Linked DNA regions of Sus scrofa: regions 1, 2 and 3 are each linked to region 4. A link is a contact called in public HiChIP or PLAC-seq data. All regions are on one chromosome and are shown on one strand. Each heading gives the region's core, a stretch centred on a gene start, on an enhancer-like site or on the middle of the called end of the contact. The rest is flanking DNA. Distances are from core to core; before and after follow the strand shown. Region 1 holds the start of POPDC2 (popeye domain containing 2). Region 2 holds the start of MAATS1 (cilia- and flagella-associated protein 91). Region 3 holds the start of COX17 (COX17 cytochrome c oxidase assembly homolog). Region 4 holds the start of ARHGAP31 (rho GTPase-activating protein 31).

Region 1 (2,700 bases), core at 143-2,642, 350 kb before region 4:
GCTTTCCACACTGAACTGCCATTGTTTCTCAAGTATCTATATTTCTCTTGAGAGGTGAAATCTCTTGGGAATCTTCAGTTCTTTAAGTGCTTGGCTCATAGTAGACACTCAATATGTGTTGAGTTGAAAACTTCTACTCCTCAGCATGTTTGGCAATTCCTAATTTCTCACTAATTTTAGTCCAGTTACCAGAGGTATAATAAAGGTCCCTATGGATTGAGCTCTTGAATAGTTCTAGTAGGTTACTGGGTGCCCCCCCCCCCACTTCCCGTGGTACCTCAGTGGCTGTAGGAATAATGATAGTAAGTGCTAACCAGCAGTGAGGAAAAAAAAAAAAAAATCCAAGAGTTACTTGGAAGCTAGATTAGTGTTTGCCTATTCCAGACTTACTTCTTGGTGACCCACGGTAGACCCCAGGTTGATCTAGAAGGTCCCAGACGTCCTCAGACTTCCTGGGGAGAGTAGAGTTGGGAGTCATGGCTCTAGTCCTGTCTTCCCATGCACTGTGCAAACTATTTGGGACACAGCAGTAAAGTCTGACAGGAACAAATCCTATCTCTGTCACTTACTACCTGTGGGAACTTGTTACTTCTCTAAACCTCAGTTTCTTTCAGATCTAGAAAGAAGATAATATTTATTTGGAAGGGTCGTGTGATGACTAAATCACATGTATGTAAAGTACCTCATCTAGGTCTGGCATTTTTGGGGTTTAACAGGTAATGGTTATTATTATTTGCCAGTCCTGGAGTGGGTAGAGTGATAGTCTGAACAATGTATTAACATTGTATTAACTATTACTAGATCCAGATACATGCAGGAGAAGGTCAGAATTCAAAAGGCTGCTTTGCACACCTATTTTTTGTTCAATGGATGTCAAATAAATGCCCACGGATATTTCCAATATGACTTAATAGAGGTCTTCAAGGGGTTTTCCAGTTCTCATTGTTAGGATTTTTTCTGATAATAGTCCCATACTTTCCTACCTTGATGTGTCCTTCTGCCTCAGGAGAGCCCCCGGCCCTCCCCGCAGGGGTCTCTGGACAGTGTTCTGCCTGAGATGTGGCAGTAAATTCTGTACTCACTTTTCTTTGTCCACCCCCAGGCTCCCCACCCCACCCCCACCCTCCCTCCTTCACCACTCCTCCAAACCCCTCTATGATGCCATCCCCCCTGCCCCCCTCTCTGGCCCCAGGTCTTATCTTGTCCTCTGGGGAGGTATGCTAAGCGCTCTGCCAGCCTGCCTGTGTGCCTGGCCTGTTTTTTCTCACTGCCAGTACCTCTTGGATTCCAATTCCAAACATGGTATCTGTCTGGGGTCACCCTTTCTTCCGGTGCCAAGAGAGACGCATTCCAAATGGAGCACAAATGTGCCTCCCGTGCTGGGCTCTCCTCATTCTGTTTGGGGACAACAGAGAGCAGGACGTGGCTGTTTGATTATCCCTCACTGCTGAAGCTCTCAGTCCCACAGTCATATTGTTTCCTCGGGACAGTTTGGGTTTCCTGCCAAGAGCCAAATGTGAAGAGACCGTCCTAAGAAACCTGGAGCAGAGGAAGCTCCCCGGAGCTCTGCGGGAGAGACTTGCTGAGGGCCAGACGGAGGAAAGAAAGGCTTTCAGTTCTCCAGGAAGTGTACTATGTTCTGCCATTCATTCCTGAAGCCACCGGAAGCATTCCTCCCAGGAAAAGTTGAGTTGGTGGGTTGTAGCTGGAGGTGAGAAGGCATCCAGAGGACAGGTTAAACCATTTCCTGAATTTCGCATGTGGGCACAGGCTTAGAGCCTTCGAGGCGCCCCGAAGATGAGCAGCAACAGCAGCGCGGTGGGCCAGCTCCTCTGGCGTGGGCTGCCGTGTGTCGGCTGGAGGCAGGATCTGCAAGGGGCTGTCTACCACCTGGCCAACTGCTTCTTGCTCCTGGGCTTCATGGGGGGCAGCGGGATGTATGGGTGCTTCTACCTCTTTGGCTTCCTGGGCACGGGCTACCTGTGCTGTGTGCTGTGGGGCTGGTTCGACGCCTGTGGCCTGGACATCGTCCTCTGGAGCGTCCTGCTGGCGATGGCCTGCGTGCTCCAGCTGGCACATCTGGTGTACCGCCTGCGTGAGGACAGCCTCCCTGAGGAGTTCGAGCTCCTCTACAAGACACTGTGCCTGCCCCTGCAGGTGCCTCTACATGCCTACAAGGAGATGGTTCGCTGCTGTCAGGAGCAGGTCTCCACTCTGGCCACGGAGCAGACCTACGCTGTGGAGGGTGAGACACCCATCGACCGTCTGTCCCTGCTGCTCTCTGGCCGGTAAGTCACTGTCCAGTGCTTCTTCCTCATGCCCATGCTTCCCATTTCCTAATGCGTCCCTTTCCATGTCATGTCCCCGTCCACTGAGGAAGGATGTGGCAAGTCAAACTAACCAAAATAGCATGTGCTTGCTTCCCCTTTCTTAGCATTTTCCATGAGAAAAGTACCTCATGGGGCATCTTAGTTGGCAGAAAGGATTGCGTGTGCACTTGCTGCTGGGAGGAGTGGGGTGTTTCTTGAGCTTGGATCTGAAGTGACCACACACACACACACACACACACACACACACACACACCACTGCGTCATGCCTAAATTACAGCAATATCTCTGTAAACTTTAGAAAACCGTATGTTTCAATAAGATTAATTTGTTCCTCTACATGCATTCAACATTTGCTAAATGCCAACTATGT
Region 2 (2,700 bases), core at 46-2,545, 380 kb before region 4:
AAGCTTGAAGAAAAGAGAAAGCTAAAAACAAAGATGAAATAAACTGGCCCTTCCTTACCTAGATGCCAAATTTGGAAGAGGCCAGAGAATGAGAACTGGAAGGGCATTTTATGCAGTTTGAATGTGGGAGTGTTGAGTCAGTCTCTGAAACCAAGCAGGATGCTATAGGGCTCCTTGATGGATACAAATCCTTTGTGTGCCCCCAACCCCCCCCTCCTTCTTGTTTGTAGGAAATAGGCTTCATATAGCCTCCTTGACCTTACCTGAGTTTCAAAGAGCAGATTCAAACAGTGGATAATGAGAAAGGAGGGGATGCAGAGACAAGTCAGGAGAAGTCAAGAAACACTACTGCAGCCTTGGGGCAAGATCCTGGTTCCTCCTCAAGAAATATACAGAACATTATCTTTGAGCTCTTCTGCAGAACTAAGGCCCCCACCCAGGTGATCCAGATGGCAATTTCAACACAAGATGGCTGAAGCATCCCTCTGTGACCTCAGGAAAAAAAGTCACATACCCTTCAGCCTTCACCCTAAATATTGCTATTGAAAACTTTTTCCCCAAAACCATCAGGGATTTCGGGGGGGTTTGAACCAAGCCACTCTTGCTTGGCCCTACAGTAAACCTTTTTCTTTTGGTTTGTTTGACCTCACTGTGAGTGGAGCACCCAAACTTTCTTCAGTAACATTTCCAAGTATGCAAATCATTGGGTACTGTATGGGATACCAAAACTCCAGTAACGGGTTTCAGAAAGATTGCTTTGGGCTGTGCAAATTATCAAGAAAAGCGGGTGAAGAAGAGTCAGGTGTTCCCTACCCCTGCTCCAAGACGCAGCTCACCTGAGTCTTCAGAGATGCCCTAGAGTGCACCACCCAGAGGGCTTGGAGCTGCCCATCCAAGACAAGACAAGGGATCTGTCCTGAGGCCAGTCTTTCCTCCGCTGAGCCTCCTGGCCAGGTCCCACCATCTTCAAAGCCCATCTGTCCCAGGAGTCTACAACTCAGGAGGGAGATCTGGAGCCGCCCTTACCATACAGGAAATCATACGTTCGACTAGCGGAGACGTTGCCCCAGGTCCCCGACTTCCCTCTGCACTGGGTTTGAGACATCTGAGGTTTGGCCTGGGGCTCGGTGATGGTCACAACATGACTCATGGTGCCGGCTCTGCCCTGCAGTCAGCCAGGACCAACTTGAGAGACCTAGCTGTTGTGTGGACAGTAGCTATGGTAACCCCCTGGAAGAGCGGAAACGAAGGGCGGAGCGAGGACAGCACGCAAGCGGAGAAGGGAAGAGCGGAACTAGCATGAGAGGGGAGGAGCCGAGTGACAAGGACGGGGCGGGACGAGGGTCAGGAAAGGCGGGCTGGATGAAGAACCTGGGCGGGGCTAGTGAAGGGAGGGGCGCGGGGCTGGCGACCGGGAGGAAGACGGGGGGATTGCAGGAAGGCGTGGGGCGTGGCGCAGGGGCGGGAGGACAGGAAGTGTGCAGAGGGAAGGAGCGGGAGGGGTGGAGAAAGGGGTTGGGAGGAAAGGACAGCACTCAGAAGGAAAAAGGGGAAAGTAGTAGGCCGGGGGAGGATCTGCTACACTGCCCGCTTCATTCCAGAGGCCAAGCCTTGAGTTTTCAGTTGTACATCCAGGATCAATGCGCGGGGCCCGCAGGCTGGGGAAAAGGCTACTGCTCAAATCCAGCAGTGATTTGCCGGTTTCACTCCGCGACCTCTTTCGGAAATCCCTGGGAAATCTCAGAAAAAAATAGTCGGGGGCTTTCCTTTCGGACATCCCCTTTCCGCGGGGCTTTTTCTGCTAGCTGAGAAAGCTCCTAAACGTTGGACTTTGACACTCTATGAACCCTTGCCCTGGGAATCAGGATTTGGGGTGGGGTGGGTAGTTAGTAACTGTTGATCTGCATTCTGCTACCCCTTTCTGAGCCCTGGGCACTAATTAAATCAGCCGAAGATGATGTGGTGTATTCCGCACTGACTTGCTTTTTAAAACTACTTATTATGGAAATGTCTGTTTTTGTTTTTGTTTCAGGGCCGCAACAGCGGCATATGGAGGTTCCCAGGCTAGGGGTCCAATCCGAGCTACAGCCACGCCTATGCCTATGCCACAGCCACGCAGGATCCAAGCAGGGTCTGCTATCTACACCACAGCTCACAGCAACACCTGATCCTCAACCCACTGAGAGAGGCCAGGGATCAAACAGCAACCTCATGGTTACTAGTCGGATTCGCTGCATCACAACAGGACTCTGGAAATGTCTTAACATAGGCAAGAGTGAATCCACTTTTAGTAATGAGCTGGCGCTAATCATCACGGAGTAAATAATTATCAAGAATTTGCCAGTCCAGTTTCACCTGTCTACTATCTCCTTTTGCTTGAGCATTTTCAAATCCCAGACATTATTTTACCCTTAATCTGCATCTCAAACTGATACAGATTTTTAACATAATTGCCATTATCAAATCTAACAAAATTAATAATTCCTTTATATTTAAAATTTAGTATATATTCAAATTTCCCTGATTGAGTCCAAGATTTTTTTTTCTGATCAAAAGATCTAAAAAATTCTTTACACTTTATTTTGGTATCTCAGGATTTTCATCTAGAACAGTGAATTTCTAATATCTTCAACAATTTCCTTCTTACCTGGGATTCTTCTATAAAAAGAACTTTCTGGGCATTCCCAGTTGTTGCTCAGC
Region 3 (2,700 bases), core at 70-2,569, 360 kb before region 4:
TACCCAGCTTCATGACTGAAGAGCCCAGAGTCAGTGACAGAGACATGGATGGTTTAATGGCCAGGGGGTTCTTACATGTCTGACAGGACATGGTAAAGTCTCTGCTCCTGGAGGGGAAGGGGAGATTGCCAGTTACAGTGGGAATTGACATCAGGTTGGCACATGAGTTACCAGGGAGACCAGCAGAGAGGCACTGCCCTCACCGCTCTTTAGATAAGAACAATCTCATTGCTGGGGCCTGGGACAAATATGTAGAAAGGTCAATCATGCACTTAGGGGTTGGTGGAGCAGGAAATGGTGGAGCAGGGAATGTACAAAGAGCAAGAAAACAGCCATCTTGAGGGGCAATACCATTGGCTGGTTTAGGTGATAAGCAATGTTTGATTAACCAAAGTGCGTATCCCTAGACAGCTATTTTAACAATGCCTGGAAGTCCTGCTTTAAAAAATAAGTTCATCCTTCCTCAAACAATTCTCTGCAGGAAAAAAACTTAATGGTTATGTCCATTCTATTGCAAATACTGTCTAAGTTTACTTATTTACCTAGATGGATAGGTATTAACTGAATTTGAGGAATGACAATGAAAAGGCATTTTAAAATTTTACTAACCAATATATTTGCCCTATGATTGGCAATTCATATGGAAATCAATTCAGTTGGAGAGGGAGCTATAAACACTAACTAGCTGAGGATTTAAAGCGTGTGGGTGAGGTAAGGTTCCCAGGCTAGGGGTCTAATCGGAGACACAGCTGCTGCCAGCTTATGCCACAGCCACATCAACACCTGATCTGAGCCCTGTCTGTGACCTACACCACAGCTCAGGGCAACGCTGGATCCTTAAACCACTGAACGAGGCCAGGGATAGAACCCGAAACCTCATGGTTCCTAGTCTGATTCGTTTGCGCTGACCACTAGGGAACTCCTTTGCTACTCACTTTTAACTAGAGCGGTGAAGTGGGGTGGTGAAGGCAGTAAGGCAGATAATGGCAAGCATAAGATGCCGGGCGCTAAGTCTGTTACTCAAGAGGAATTGGCTTTCACTAGTGTTTTTTTTTTTTTTCTGTAGCATAGACAGGTCATTTCACCTTCTTGAGTTTCAGTTTTCGACTTCGAGCTGGGTGTATGGTTGAGAGCTCTCCGAGTTGCCTTACGGGTCTCCTCATTTGTGGGTCCTCTCAATGCTGGTCTACAAACATCGCTGCACTTTACCTGGGCTCTCTGCACCTGCGCGGAAAAGGCGCCCTAGCACTAAGGCCATCATTCGGCCTCTTCTGCGCACGCGCGTGCCCTTTAAAACATTTTTCCTCTTTACCTCCTCCCTTCCTCCCAGTTCGTCAGAGTGAGAGGCAGGACTTCCTGTTCTGTTTTGGAGCGACTGCCGGAAATAACTGCGGGCGAATCGGCGTGTCCGGAGGCCGGTAGAGTTTGGGGTGGCAGAGCTAATTGCAGCTTTCGGCGCGAAAAATGCCGGGTCTGGCGGCCGCAATCCCTGCCCCGCCTGAATCGCAGGAGAAGAAGCCGCTGAAGCCCTGCTGCGCCTGCCCGGAGACCAAGAAAGCGCGCGATGCGTGGTCAGTGCGCAGCCGGGGAGGGGGCGGCGGGGCAGGCTCCGTGCACTGCCTTCGGGTGCCGCTGCCCGGACTAGGGCTGGTCGTGGCCCTCACTTTGCCGCGGGGCTCTCTTGAGGGTTATAGACCTGGGTAGGCTTCGCAGTCAGCTGTCTGTAGACTGAGCTCGTAGCTTACCCTGGGGAAAAGGTTGAAGGGATCAGAGAGAGGTCAGATTGACCCGCCGCGCTCAATCCAGGCATTCCTTCCTACAAAAGGTTTTTCATCAGCTGTTATGGGTCAAACATTGCTTTAGGACCGAAGGCTTGTAAACGGATGGATGCTACTTGATTTAAAGAAACACAGGAGTTCCCGTGGTGGCTCACCGGATTAAGAACCCGACCAGCAGCCATAAGGATGCAGTTTCGATCCCTGGTCTGTTCAGTGGGTAAAGGAGCCGGCCCTGCAAACTGCAGGGTAGGTCGGTCGCAGATGCCAATGGGATCTGTGTGGCTGTGGCTGCGGTGTAGGCCGGCATATGCAGCTCTGATTCAGCCCCTAGCCTGGGAACTTCCATATGTCCCAGGTGCGGCCCTTAAAAAAAAGTAAAGGGAAACAGTTAATGGAAACGTTTTTCAATGATTGCTCTACTATGGTTTATGGGCCATGATAGAAGACTTGGCAAAATCAGAGTTCCCTTGTGGTGAGAGGGGTTAAGGATCCCACGTGGTCTCAGCAGCGACTGCCGTGGGGCGGGTTCGATCTCTTTTCGGGAAGTTGCACATAGTTCCCCCGCGGCCAAGAAAAAAAGATTTATCAAGATCAAAGAGTAAAAGTTTTCCGGTTTTCTGGTAATTTCTCCCCGAATTTAGTCATAGTAGGGTACAAGGTACATTTCTTAACGGTACAGAAAATCCCCTAAACTCTTCCCCCCACCGTTTTAGGTAGATAATTTAAAAATCAACTAGGCTATAACATATGTGACACTGTAGTGTTCAGAATTGTTTATCTAAATTACCATCAACCTGCAAAAGGTTTTCATTTCTTCTTACTGTATACAGCCTCTGTTGTGGAACAAATCTCAGAAGGAATCTTCAGATAATGTGAATGTACACCTCTCCCTCCAGTCCCTTTTTGTCCTCACATAAAAAGT
Region 4 (2,700 bases), core at 50-2,549:
AAAAAAAGATGTGAGCTGATGAAACTGGAGAAGCCGGGAGGGACACCTAAGGCGGTCATAATTATGTACCCAGAGAAGCCCAGTGAACACCATCCCACAGGTCCAGTCCTCACCCCTCCTCTCCCACATCCAAAGTTGGGGATCGGGATCTCTCCAGCCCCCACCCCAGGCCCCCAGGGGTAGCCGCTTAAACTTGCAGCAGCACCGCCCATTAACGGCTTGTGTGACACAAACGGAAGGACTGACACAACCTCTACACGTCGGGGTGGCAGCGCTATGCACCTCAAGAATTGTGTATATTCTTCAAAAAGAAAAAAAAGTAGAAGGAGCGCACAAGCCTGGAATACATTAACTTGTGAATTGAATGTAACACACCCTCGGAGAGTCCCTCTTTCTCTCAAACAAAAAGAAGGGGGGAGGGGGGTAGGCGAAGGCACTTTACCATCCTGTCCTGAGCTTTCCAGATACTCCGTGAGGTCACAGCCAAAGGCGCTGGCGGCTCCCTTTCGTTTCAGCTTCTGCTTGGCACCCTTGTTCTTCATGAGTTAGTCCCAAAGAGGTTGCCCTCCGTCTCCCCCTCCCCTCTGCTTGGCACCGCGCCGACGGTGGTCTCCGGGGTGGGGGTTAGATCAGTGGCTGCGGCGCGGCGCTGTGGGGCCGCATGGGCGTCGGGAAGAGTTTGGGCCCGGGACAGAGCGCATGGAGCCCGCGGGGCGCTGAGCCCGGCGCGGGCGCGGAGCCTGAAATCCACCGCGCGCTCCTCCAGGGCCGCGGTGCCGCAGGCCGTGCGGAGCTGGCAGCGGCGGGCCGGCTCGCTGGGAGTGTCACTTCCTCACTTGGAGTCCCAGGGACTTTCACAGGTTCCCGCGGTGTCTTCGGTTGTCTTCCTCCTCTTTGGAGGGAGGGCGAGCTCTCCGGTCCGTCTTCTCGAAGCCCGGGAGTGGCCGAGGGCGCGGGGAAGCCGGCGGCGGGCGCGGAGACGGCCCGGGGACTGCGTGGGTCCTCTGCCCGGCGCGCGCTGTCTTGCCTTCAGACGGCTTTGGTAGAACGAAAAACAAGCATCCTGTCTCTCTCGCCCGCCCTCACGCCTTCCTTTTTTTCCTGTCTTACAAATCCTAGGATCATCCAGCTCAGGAAATGCTGGAAGGAAGTTAGCTAGGGAGGGGGGCGGAGGGTGGAAATTTTTGGCAGCTCTGTGCTCATGTGTGTATGGAGCCGGAGGAAGTAGGTGGGTGGGTTGAGGAGTACGGGGTTGGGGAGAGAACGCGCTCTTCGCAGAGCTGCTCGGCGACTCTAGAGATAACTGGCCCGCCCGGGAGGAAATCGCCGCTCTCCTAGGAGCACCCACAGCCCGAGCCACCCGCTTCCTGCCCCATCGACGGCTCTTTGAAGACGGCGGGAGGAGGCGCGCTGGCACTCTGGATGGAGGGGGCTAGGTGGGACTGAAAAAAAAAGTCCTCCCTTGTATTTTATCTTCATTGTCATCATCTCTTTGACAATTTCTATTTCGGTGCCTGTCTGCTCCTACACAAACACTTAAAGAGTAATGACAGAAACAAAGACAGGGATTCCAACGGAGAAACCTAACGGGGAGCAGTTTTCGCCAACCACTCCCATTCTACTGTCCCGCGCCCCAGTACCCCCAACCCAGCTAAGTCCCCTCCAAAGCTGAGGGAGGGATGGAGGCTGCCACTTTTTAACCACTGCCCTGGAAATCAGATTTCTGATTAGAGATTCAAGTTACACACACACACACACACACACACACACACACACACACACACACACACAGAGGCATTACTACAAAGTTTGCTAAATGGAAGTGATGCGGGGGGTGGGAGTGAGGGGACCAGGACTTAAGGTGACTCTGATATTCTAACATAATCTGAAGAAAGCAGTCTCTCAGGTTATTTCATAATTTGTCTCAAGTTTTCAGGAGGGCATGTTTTTTCTCCAGTTAGATTTGAAATTCTTTGACTTCTGTGTACTCAGCACACAGTAAGCACTCAAATTCTGGTGATTTCACCATTTGAGGATTAGATTAAACTTCCTGTATAAATTCAAATCCATATATAGGCTTAAAGGGTAGAGACAGTCATAGAGCTCAGAATGCTGGAAAAAGCTTTAAGTATAGTATTTTAGTTACTGAATCCTGTCACAGTCTCTTATCTCCCTATGTATCACCAAGACAGTGTATGAACTTTGACCCTTGACCTTCTCTCTTTGTGAGTACTCACAATTGATAGCCTGCCTGCTGAATCTGGCTCACAGATGTGTTTGGTTTGTTTGCCATTTTAAATATTAAAAAAAAAATTTTTGCCTTTTTAGGGCCGCACCCATGGCATATGGAGGTTCCCAGGCTATGGGTCTAGGTGTCAAATCAGAGCTGTAGTCTCTGGCCTATGCTACAGCCACAGCAATGCCAGATCCAAGCTGTGTCTGTGACCTACATCACAGCTCACTCATGGCAATGCTGGATCCCCTCCCCACAGAGTGAGGCCAGGGATCAAACTTGTGTCCTCATGTCCTCATGGATCCTAGTCAGATTTGTTTCCACTGAGCCACGATGGGAACTCCTTAAATATTTAAGTATTAAATATTTAAAATTTTAAAATTAACTGCCAACATTAAAGAGTTAACATTTTTAACTTAAAAGATCTGGATTTCTAGCTTCTCTTACAAAAATAGACGATGTGGTGA

What was found. HiChIP or PLAC-seq counts read pairs in DNA pulled down with a chosen protein or histone mark.
Region 1: an H3K27ac HiChIP or PLAC-seq map of skeletal muscle shows a contact between it and region 4. The contact joins the promoter of POPDC2 here to the promoter of ARHGAP31 in region 4. A contact is called at or near these places in 2 of 2 datasets of contacts at active chromatin or transcription factors (alveolar macrophages and skeletal muscle).
Region 2: a contact with region 4 is called in an H3K27ac HiChIP or PLAC-seq map of alveolar macrophages. The contact joins the promoter of MAATS1 here to the promoter of ARHGAP31 in region 4. A contact is called at or near these places in 9 of 47 Hi-C or Micro-C datasets (alveolar macrophages, blood, fetal heart ventricle and 5 more) and 2 of 2 datasets of contacts at active chromatin or transcription factors (alveolar macrophages and skeletal muscle).
Region 3: a contact with region 4 is called in an H3K27ac HiChIP or PLAC-seq map of alveolar macrophages. The contact joins the promoter of COX17 here to the promoter of ARHGAP31 in region 4. A contact is called at or near these places in 7 of 47 Hi-C or Micro-C datasets (fetal heart ventricle, fetal skeletal muscle, retroperitoneal adipose tissue and 2 more) and 2 of 2 datasets of contacts at active chromatin or transcription factors (alveolar macrophages and skeletal muscle).

What each region holds. Positions count from the first base shown.
Region 1 is chr13:140,600,240-140,602,939 of Sscrofa11.1, forward strand. POPDC2 (popeye domain containing 2) reads left to right here and starts at 1,393. Exons shown (of 4, transcript NM_001144114.1): 1 at 1,393-2,288. The coding sequence starts at 1,798.
Region 2 is chr13:140,565,681-140,568,380 of Sscrofa11.1, forward strand. It overlaps MAATS1 (cilia- and flagella-associated protein 91), which reads right to left and starts at 1,296. Exons shown (of 18, transcript XM_003132654.4): 1 at 1,027-1,296. The coding sequence starts at 1,150.
Region 3 is chr13:140,582,967-140,585,666 of Sscrofa11.1, forward strand. It overlaps COX17 (COX17 cytochrome c oxidase assembly homolog), which reads left to right and starts at 1,320. Exons shown (of 3, transcript NM_001348525.1): 1 at 1,320-1,571. The coding sequence starts at 1,465.
Region 4 is chr13:140,947,205-140,949,904 of Sscrofa11.1, forward strand. It overlaps ARHGAP31 (rho GTPase-activating protein 31), which reads right to left and starts at 1,300. Exons shown (of 12, transcript XM_021070330.1): 1 at 443-1,300. The coding sequence starts at 542.